2 separate regions of the Astyanax mexicanus genome follow, and region 1 is linked to region 2. The links are chromatin contacts, called in public Hi-C maps. All regions are on one chromosome and are shown on one strand. Each heading gives the region's core, a stretch centred on a gene start, on an enhancer-like site or on the middle of the called end of the contact. The rest is flanking DNA. Distances are from core to core; before and after follow the strand shown.

Region 1 (4,441 bases), core at 1,896-4,395, 390 kb before region 2:
TGCTGGGTGGTATACCGTTCATTCGGTATACTGTGGAGGGAACTAGAACCGTTTTGAATTTCTCTCATACCACCATACCACTAGAGGGCGCTGAGGAGTGCCGTATGGAACAGCACCAGCAAAGAAAAACAGGCAGCTCCTGCTTAATACTTTAGCTTAAATCATGATTTTAAAGTATTTTTTGACTGGAGAAAAAAGGGAATTGTGGCTTATTTTAACACTGTAATGCCTCTAATTTACTAATTTAGTAAAATTGTGTCTTATTTGTGCTTACTAGAGCTTTTGAGAAATATCTCTTTAAAAACATAAACATATGTTCATGTCCATTTATAGTGTTTATGGAACTATTTAAAAAAAGAAGCTGTGTTAAAGTTGTAGTGTATCTCTCTTTTTAAGGCCTACTGTTTACATTAATCAACTTTTTCTTATTTTTCTGCTTTGAAGTCTGATTTCTTCATATATTTTGTGGGACAAAGTAAACCCAATAGTAATCAAAGCCTTAATTTAAAAGCCTTGGTGTTTTATATAATTTATATATATATACTCCTAACAGAACAGTAACTCACAAATTATATATATATTTATATATTACTATAATAAAGCCCAGTCATGCAAAAAATAATCATAAAATAATTTTGAAAAATACCCTAATATGCATTTTTGGCCATACAGCTCAGCAATACCCTACCTTAAACCCAACGAGATGTTTCGTAAGTTAAATCTACGTAGCTAACCCCCCCGGACGGCTGTTAATCCTTCCTCTTTTGTGTGTACACAAGCAGGATTAGCAAGTTCAAACAAATTGTAAGATGAGCCCATACACAGGCTTTCAGGACCACTTTGCTCCGTCTGTGTAGGAGCAAATGAGAGAGCATGTGCCACGGCGCAAATCAGCTCCTCTGTTTATTTACAAGCCAGCTGTAATTACCGGCCACAATTTGTCCGTTAAACATAGGAAACGGCGAAGTCTGAGCAGCGTGTGTGAAAAGATAAGATGTCAGATGTACAGTAGAGGAGTTGGACGGGCCGGGTCTGGATCTGTGCAACCCGAAACAAGCACTCACGACGTGTTTATTTACCTTCTGGAATCAATAAAGTAAAACCAGAGGACCACCTTGGACCCTCGCAGTAATTTCTTTGACGTTGATGTTTAAGGGTTTAGGACTTTTTTATTGGTACAGCTTTACCGATTCGTTCTCCTCAGGAAGCGGCCCATGAGCGCGCCAGCGAATCCTTTACATTTTTTCGGTAACATTTTACAACACAGCCTGCATTTTAGAGGGTAAGTATAAGGCATAGTTACAGAGTAAGAACAGTTAAATACTGTACACTACATAACACAACCCACTCCCTGTTGTTTCTGAGTACTTACTGAGTAAATACCCTGTACTTAGACAGTAAGAACAGTAAAAGGCTATGCTTTACTTGGATGGTCCATTTAATGGCCTTTGTTGATGCTTAACTGACATTCAACCAACATTCAACTGAATGTATGTCTATTAACTGCAACTTAATATTTTAACAAATAACTTAATAATAACTGAAATCATATGTTAAACGCAAATGATGCAAAATTTAAATGCAAATTGCACAGTAACACCATAAGTGTAGGTTTTTGTAGGTTTATGTCATTTATAAAAGTTTATGTGTCAAGTACCTTTACCAAAAACCCATTTCAGTTGAGTGTTAGCTAATTTAAGATCAATTCTTGAAAAAATCCTCTTTTTTCCAGAGCTGTATATATTTGATTTTTTTTTATGTGCAGCCACAGATACACAAAAGCCAGAAGAGTCTACACTAAAACAGAGAGAGAGAGAGAGAGAGAGAGAGAGAGAGAGAGAGAGAGAGAAAGAGAGAGAGAGAAATCCAGTCCTTTAAATGATACAAATACTGTATCTTTCTGTCAAATTGTTGTGTTTTCTCCAACAGGTTTCTCCCATTGGTTACATAATGCTTTTCTCTGACATTTGCTGTATCAAAAATAGCATCATGTGTGCTTTGATTGTGGCTGTGTAAAAGGGCCTCTTCATACTTTCCAAGACACCTATGGTGTTCGAGTCTGAAAGACAAATAAATCACATTCACAAGTCTAAACCAAACCCCAAATTATTGCTTATATATAGATTTATAGGTGCTTTTCACCTTTTCACACACATTCCTAATCATTTACCATCTTTCCAAGATTAGCACTGCATAGCTGTGGTGGCTAAAAACAACAGGACACCTACAGCCCCACTGACACTGACAGCAGACCAAGCTGTGAATTTTACATCATAACAATATTTCAGAAGTATTTATCACATTTATTACTCTGTAGATAGAAATATAGATACTATATTAGTGTTTAAAATACTTCTGTAGAAGGTGAAATATCAACTCAAGCTTTTTACTCTTTAAGTAAAAGTGTAAAAGTAGAGGAAGTAAGGGAAAAAAAATATAAAACATTAGGTCGAAGGCCTGTTATTTTAAGAAATTGATTTGCAATGTTTTTCTTTAGATTCTACAATTAAGTGCAGACTTTTATCAAAGGGCTCTTAATTTGAAATACTTTCTGAGTGACTTGTAGAAATGGGTGAGTTCAATTTGAATGTATATAGTTTCCCTTAGAAAACAGTAAATCTCTATAAACACAAATTTAGTATTTTGTTGTTGTGCCTAGACACAACTAGCATTTAACAGTAAATGAAATAATATTTTTTTACAGCAACAATAACAAAATGCGCAGTGATTATGGTAAAATTTTTATTACTAGGAATAATGAACAATTATTTTAATTAACAATTATATTTTAAATATGTATTAAAAAATACATGAAGCAAGCTGTTGTTGGGGAGTTCAATATGAATACATAAATAAAAAAGGATATATGCATCAAAATACAGAAACATCGTCTTATATTAGTAGAATTTTTAGTAGAAATTGTAATTTCAGATATCTACAATCATTTTTAGTTCTGAGAAATAATAATTTCAGGTCCACATGTTCTAAAATGACTAGTTTAAATGTTAATCCAAGATATCCCTCTGTTTTTAATATCGTATTGCTGAGTAGGGAGCTAGGGGAAGTGAACAGGGGAAGTGAGCAGTGGTGTTTGACTCTTGGTTGAGACGCGCCCCTCAGTCCGGCCTTACCGCTCCTTATATGGGAAACACGAAACGGAAGCCGATCCCGTGGAATTGCAAACAGAAGTGCGTCACTGAAGCTGCGGAGCGGAGAGTTTTAGTGTTTTCTGCAGAAAATCGGCCGCAGAGGAGAAAATAACCCCCGGTTCTGCTTCAGGGATCAGAGATTAATCTGACAGCATGGTGAAGATCGCCTTTAACTCCGCTCTGGCGCAGAAAGCTCTGGGGAAAGAGGCGCTGGTGGCGGAGAAGGTGAGCGGCGGGGCTGCAGAGGCCCAACCGGCGGATTCACCGCCCAGATCAATACTACTGATTTATCAGCCCTGCAGATTTATCAATGCTGCTGATTTATCAGTGCTGCTGATATTAATCAGTACAGCTGATTTATCAGTACTGCAGATTTATTAATGCTGCTGATTTATCAGTACTGCTGATTTTAATTAGTACAGTTGATTTATCAATACTGCTGATTTTAATTAGTACAGTTGATTTATCAATACTGCTGATTTTAATTAGTACAGTTGATTTATCAATACTGCTGATTTTAATTAGTACAGTTGATTTATCAATACTGCTGATTTATCAGTACTACTGTTTTGTCAATACTGTTGATTTATTAGTGCTGCTGATTTATCAGTACTGCTGCTTTATCAATAACTTACTGCTAATTAATCAGTGCAGCTGATTTATCAGTACTACTGAATTATCAATACTGTTGATTTATCAATACTGCTGGTTTGTCAATATTGCTGATTTATTAGTGCTGCTGATCTATCAATACTGCTGATTGATCAATTCTGCTGATTTTAATCAGTTCAGCGGATTTATCAGTACTGCTGATTTACCAATATTGCTGACCTATCACTACTGCTGACTTATCAATATTGATGATCGGTCACTACTACTGATTTACCAATACTGCTGATCTATCACTACTGCTGATTTACAGATACTACTGATTTACCAATACTGATGATTTTAATCAGTACAGCTGATTTATCACTGCTGCTGATTTATTAATACTGCTGATTTATTACCAATACTTCTAATCTATCACTACTGCTGATTTACCCACACTGCTGATTTGTCAGTACTGCTGATTTCTTATCAATACTGCAGATTTGTTTTCCATATTGCTGATTTATCATCAGTACTGATGATTTACCAGAACTGCTAATTTATCAGTACTGCTGATATATCAGTACTGCAGTGTTTAGTACTCTTCAGTACTGCTGATTTATCGGTACTGGGGTGTTTAATCCCACTGAACCCCAGTTCAGCAGATAGATAGGCAGGTTTAGTAGCAGAGGGGTTTGCAG
Region 2 (4,597 bases), core at 1,866-4,365:
AGTGTAGCTGGTCCAAATCTTGTCGTCTGTCTGGTCGTGAGCGAAGGCGCAGGTCCCCGTCGAGTTGCAGGCCACCATGTGGAAGCCGGCATCAGCCAGCTTGTCGAAGGCCTGCTCGAGGAAAGTAAACTTCAGGTAGTAACGGGAGGTGTAGCGCTCCGGGGGCCGGTCAGGATCCCTGCTTTCGTTCAGAGTCTCCCCAAAAACCTCTTTGGCCAGGGAGGTCTTTCCACACACCATAATCCGAGCCACTCGCCGAAACTTGGCGTCTGTTTGGCTGTCGCGGCCCAACGTGTAGGAGCCTCGGTATCCGATGGTAATGAAGCCCGAACGCTTACCATCGCCACCGGACACGAGACTGGAACAGGCGGCCGCAGCCGCCCCCAAGGAAACCAGGTTGCGGGCAGTATCTGCACTAGGTGACGACTCCTCTGGATCACTTTGGCAACCCTCATCGCCCAGTGAGTTCTGCTTGCTGATCTTTGGGGCCAGTAGCTTGACCAGTTCGGGAAGGTTGAAGTACTCGGCTTCCCGCTGTAGTCTCCCACGTTCAGGGAAATGGTCAGGCAGGACAAGCTGCTGGTCTCGCATGTAGTCCAGGATGTAGCGGAAGAGGAAGCCATCTCTGTCTACGAAAAAACGTCCCTTGGTGTCTCTAGCCAAGCCTTTCTGGCTTTTCTGGCTGAACATCTCCCACAACAGGGAGTCTGGCACGCTTGTAAGAGTAGAGTAGCGAGTTATGTACACCTGTCCCCCTACATTTAGTTCAATAATCTCTGGGAAGGAAAGGTCCTCAGGAACAACACTGGAGTTGTCAGGTAAAGCCATGGCTGGTGTGATAGATTGCTGAGATTGAAACAAACCCGAAGAGCCAAAGCCTTACACTCTGGTCGGTGACTAACTGGCACTAAATGTCACACTGAGCTGAGAAAAAAAAAGCCTGAGCTAACATAACTATATTATGGAGAAGTGTTGCACCAGCCAGTCAGAGGATAAAGACTTGGCTTTGAGAATTAGTTAGCGAATTAGATAGCATTAAATCCCAAGAGCAGTCACACACAAACAGCTGCTCCACTTTTCGCAAATGTAGCAAAGACTTAAACCGGTTCAAGATTTGAAAATTCCCCCAGAAAAAGGAAGAAGAAGAATAAAAAGGGCGAACAGAGGTTGAAAGAGCGAATCGTCCTCTATCGTTGGTTGTATTCTAAAGCTCTGGTAAACCGATCTGACAGAAAACAGTCTACATTCTGCTCCAAGACTTTCACAACTCCCGTTTCCTCGCTTAGAAATCACTCCTCCTCATTTAACTATGTCCATCGCCGCGCTCTGAACTTCTAATCCCTCGCGCTGAAGCTAAAGACGGAGGTGAGGTGTGTTTTGAGGAGAATAGAGGAGAAGAAACGCGAGTCCTCCGGTTCCAGTCCGTCCATAACTGAGGAGACTGAGGCGTAGGTCCAGCCCTCGCGCTGAGAGCTCTGCCCCGCTCAGCTCGCGCAGCTCCAACTGACACAGCGCGCGATCCTCAGAGCCACGCCCCCTCGCGCGCGCGTCATCACCACAACACGCCAGTTCCAGCGAGTCCTGACTGCACTAAACACTTAAAGCTTACAAAAGCCTAATTTTAGGCTGAGACACTGAACCGGACACAGAACATGGCGGTAAAATACAACTACAGCTCAAAGGTTCGCATAACGAGTGTTTATTTGTTATTTAAATTTCACTAAATATTTTTTTCTCTGATCTTACAGTATAATCCCAGCAGTCGTAATAATAATGTCTTTAAAACAGGCAACACTGACACCTAGTGGCCGAAATCCGCATTGCACAAATGGTTACCCAACAGTAAGTAAAGCAAAACATTGAGAGAACAAATTAAGGACATAAAATGCAAAAGTTGAAGAGAGATTTATTTTATACTTTTATATTTTAGAATGAACAGAACAGAAGACGGATCTAAGATTTTTCTGAGTAAGGGGCCATTCATAAAGAAGCCAATAATTTTTACTAGTCAAGACACGTTCAAACACTTGGAAAAAAAAATCAACGTTAATTCAATGTCAGAATTTCAAAATGAACTTATGTATATGAGAGAGGGTTAAATAAATATTGTTTTCCACTATCATCAACATTACATGATATAATGCAACTAAATAATGTTATTTTCTAACAGGATATATAAGGCACCTTTAAGGCCAATTTTGCATTTGTAAAGGGCAAACTCTCTCCGGCTTTTAACTGAGTCCAGGCCACATGGCTACCTAGCAAAAAGGTCTAGTAGGAATGCCTCTAACCAATCAGCTGGTTACTGACCTCTCTAATTTTACCCCAAGACAGCAATGGTTCATGTTAGTTACATAATAAAAAATCAGAATCATATATCTAAATAAATACCTATTTTTGTGTTATATTAAAATATATCATAAAATGTTTTTATCTTTTACATATAATGATGATTGCTTTTGCTTTATTTTATGTGCTTGATGATGTGTTGTAATGTTACAAAAATATTATTTATTGCACAATTAATTAAATAACAAAAACACGTTTTAGAAAAGAAAGACTATCAGACACACGAGTAGTGCCATTAGAGGATGTGCTTAATAATCATAATAATAATAAACTTTATTTATATAGCACCTTTCATACAATAAAACGAATTTTAAAGTGCTGTACATACAGACAGGTGAAGAGAACACCAGTAAAATGTAGAAAAGAACTAGAAGATACAGTTTATAATAAAAAGTAATACAAAGTTATATTTGTTGGAAAAAACCCTGGTTTTTAATTACAGTTTTCATGCATCTTGGCATCATGTTCTCCTCCACCAGTCTTACACACTGCTTTTGGATAACTTTGTGCTGCTTTACTCCTGGTGCAAAAATCATCCATCTTCCTCTTGATTATATTCCAAAGGTTTTTAATTTGGTAAAAATAAAGATACTCATTATTTTAAGTGGTCTCTTTTTTTTTTGTCAGAGCTGTATTTATGAAGTATGCATGAAGCACTCTCCTACAAGTGCCCTAGATAGGCCTCGTGTAGGCCACGCGGCGCATGTTGACATTCGCCCTGCGAGTGACGAGGTTGACGTCAGTACGACGGGCTGGCGTGTGATCTCGCGCGCCATCGGGAGACTCGTGAGACCAACTATGGCGGAGAGGTAGGGAGGACGTTCACCTGACCGGGGGATTCAGCATCGGGCTGCAGAGCTTCATAAACACCGCCGAGCTCCTCGCGCTCCAACGGAGGCTGCTTTTAGAGCACACGCCGTTTTTGCGCACATCGTCCTTCGTCACGCGCGGCGCGAGGCTCCGGAACGCGGGAAAAGATGCCCAACATTAAGATCTTCAGCGGGAGCTCCCATCAGGACCTGTCCCAGAAGATCGCGGACCGCCTCGGGCTCGAGCTCGGGAAGGTGGTCACCAAGAAGTTCAGCAATCAGGAAACGTGGTGAGTCTCGCGGCCGGTTCTCCGGACCGCGCCTGTTACTTTGCTGCGTTGGCTACAAGTGCCGTTTCCACACTTTCGAGCACCATCGGAACTTGTAGTTCAGAGAGTGCGGCCGGTCACTCCACGTGGGGCGGCGGAGACTACAACTCCCAGAATGCAGCACGCGCCCGGCCCCCCGCAGCGTTCAGGGAGCGGGCAGCGTTTATTTTTTATTCACGTTTGTATAAAATACAATCCAACAGCATGAAATATTTAGACACAATATTAGTTACAAACTAACAAACAGAGCAAAAAGAAAAGTGGGAGGCAATAAAATTTAAAAGCTTTAATATATTCATGGATTTGTGACGTTTATTTTTTTTGTGAATATAATTTCATAGGGTATTTTTTTTGTGAATTCCGTTTTATGTGTATAACATGTACCTACAATTATAATTAATTTTACCATAAATCGCTCCTTGTGGTCAAATAATAGGTCGTCAAAAATATATGATATATATATTGGACTGTATTTGAATTTCCTTATCCAACCTCTTCTTCAAGTCTAAAAAAAGATAAATCCAAAAAGAGCAAGAAATGCACAATAAAAAAATAATTGTTCAACAGATTCTGTGGCTTTGTCCTTTACAGAAAACACACTCGTCTCTTATACATAAAAAAACACAAAATAGCAGTAAAAGTATAGCAGCTATGCAATATTTTAGTTATATAGTAGTTCTATTGTTTTGTTATTGAGGGGAGCGGGCAGCATAGCAACGTGTCTCTGAACGCAATACATTATTAACCTGCTGTGGTAATGCTTCTGCTCAGTTTTACGCCTTGTTCTCTGTCTTTAATGCATAGAAAAGAGAGGTAAATAAAAAAAATATGCAAGCTAAGATAAAAAGCTCAAAATTTCAAAATCTGATCCCAAGACATACACAAGACTTCTGCACACAACTACTTCAGTACTGAGTAAACCTTTTTGTTAAACAAAAAAAAACTCCAGGGGAACTGAAATTGATAATTCCTGTTTCTCTGAGTGGTTTGTGTAGAAATAATTTACTGTAGAGTATCAGACCTTCTTTTTACACTGCTGGTTAACTCTAGAACTCAGGGCCGGAGTGTCTGCATGGTTGATGTAGACACTTTATTTGCAATGCAAAACTC

The links. A called contact is a pair of places that touch in the nucleus more often than the background predicts.
Region 1: a contact with region 2 is called in a Hi-C map of blood, with 6 times the contacts expected there. The contact joins the promoter of LOC103040018 here to the promoter of prps1b in region 2. A contact is called at or near these places in 2 of 3 Hi-C or Micro-C datasets (blood and muscle).

Annotation. Positions count from the first base shown.
Region 1 is chr10:2,467,987-2,472,427 of AstMex3_surface, reverse strand. LOC103040018 (integral membrane protein 2A) reads left to right here and starts at 3,145. Exons shown (of 6, transcript XM_022683735.2): 1 at 3,145-3,374. The coding sequence starts at 3,303.
Region 2 is chr10:2,075,184-2,079,780 of AstMex3_surface, reverse strand. It overlaps prps1b (phosphoribosyl pyrophosphate synthetase 1B), which reads left to right and starts at 3,115. Exons shown (of 7, transcript XM_007228407.4): 1 at 3,115-3,448. The coding sequence starts at 3,327. The region is part of intron 1 of LOC125804807 (a long non-coding RNA gene); the gene reads right to left. It overlaps kctd12b (potassium channel tetramerisation domain containing 12b), which reads right to left and starts at 1,520. Exons shown (of 2, transcript XM_015601823.3): 1 at 1-1,520. The coding sequence starts at 828.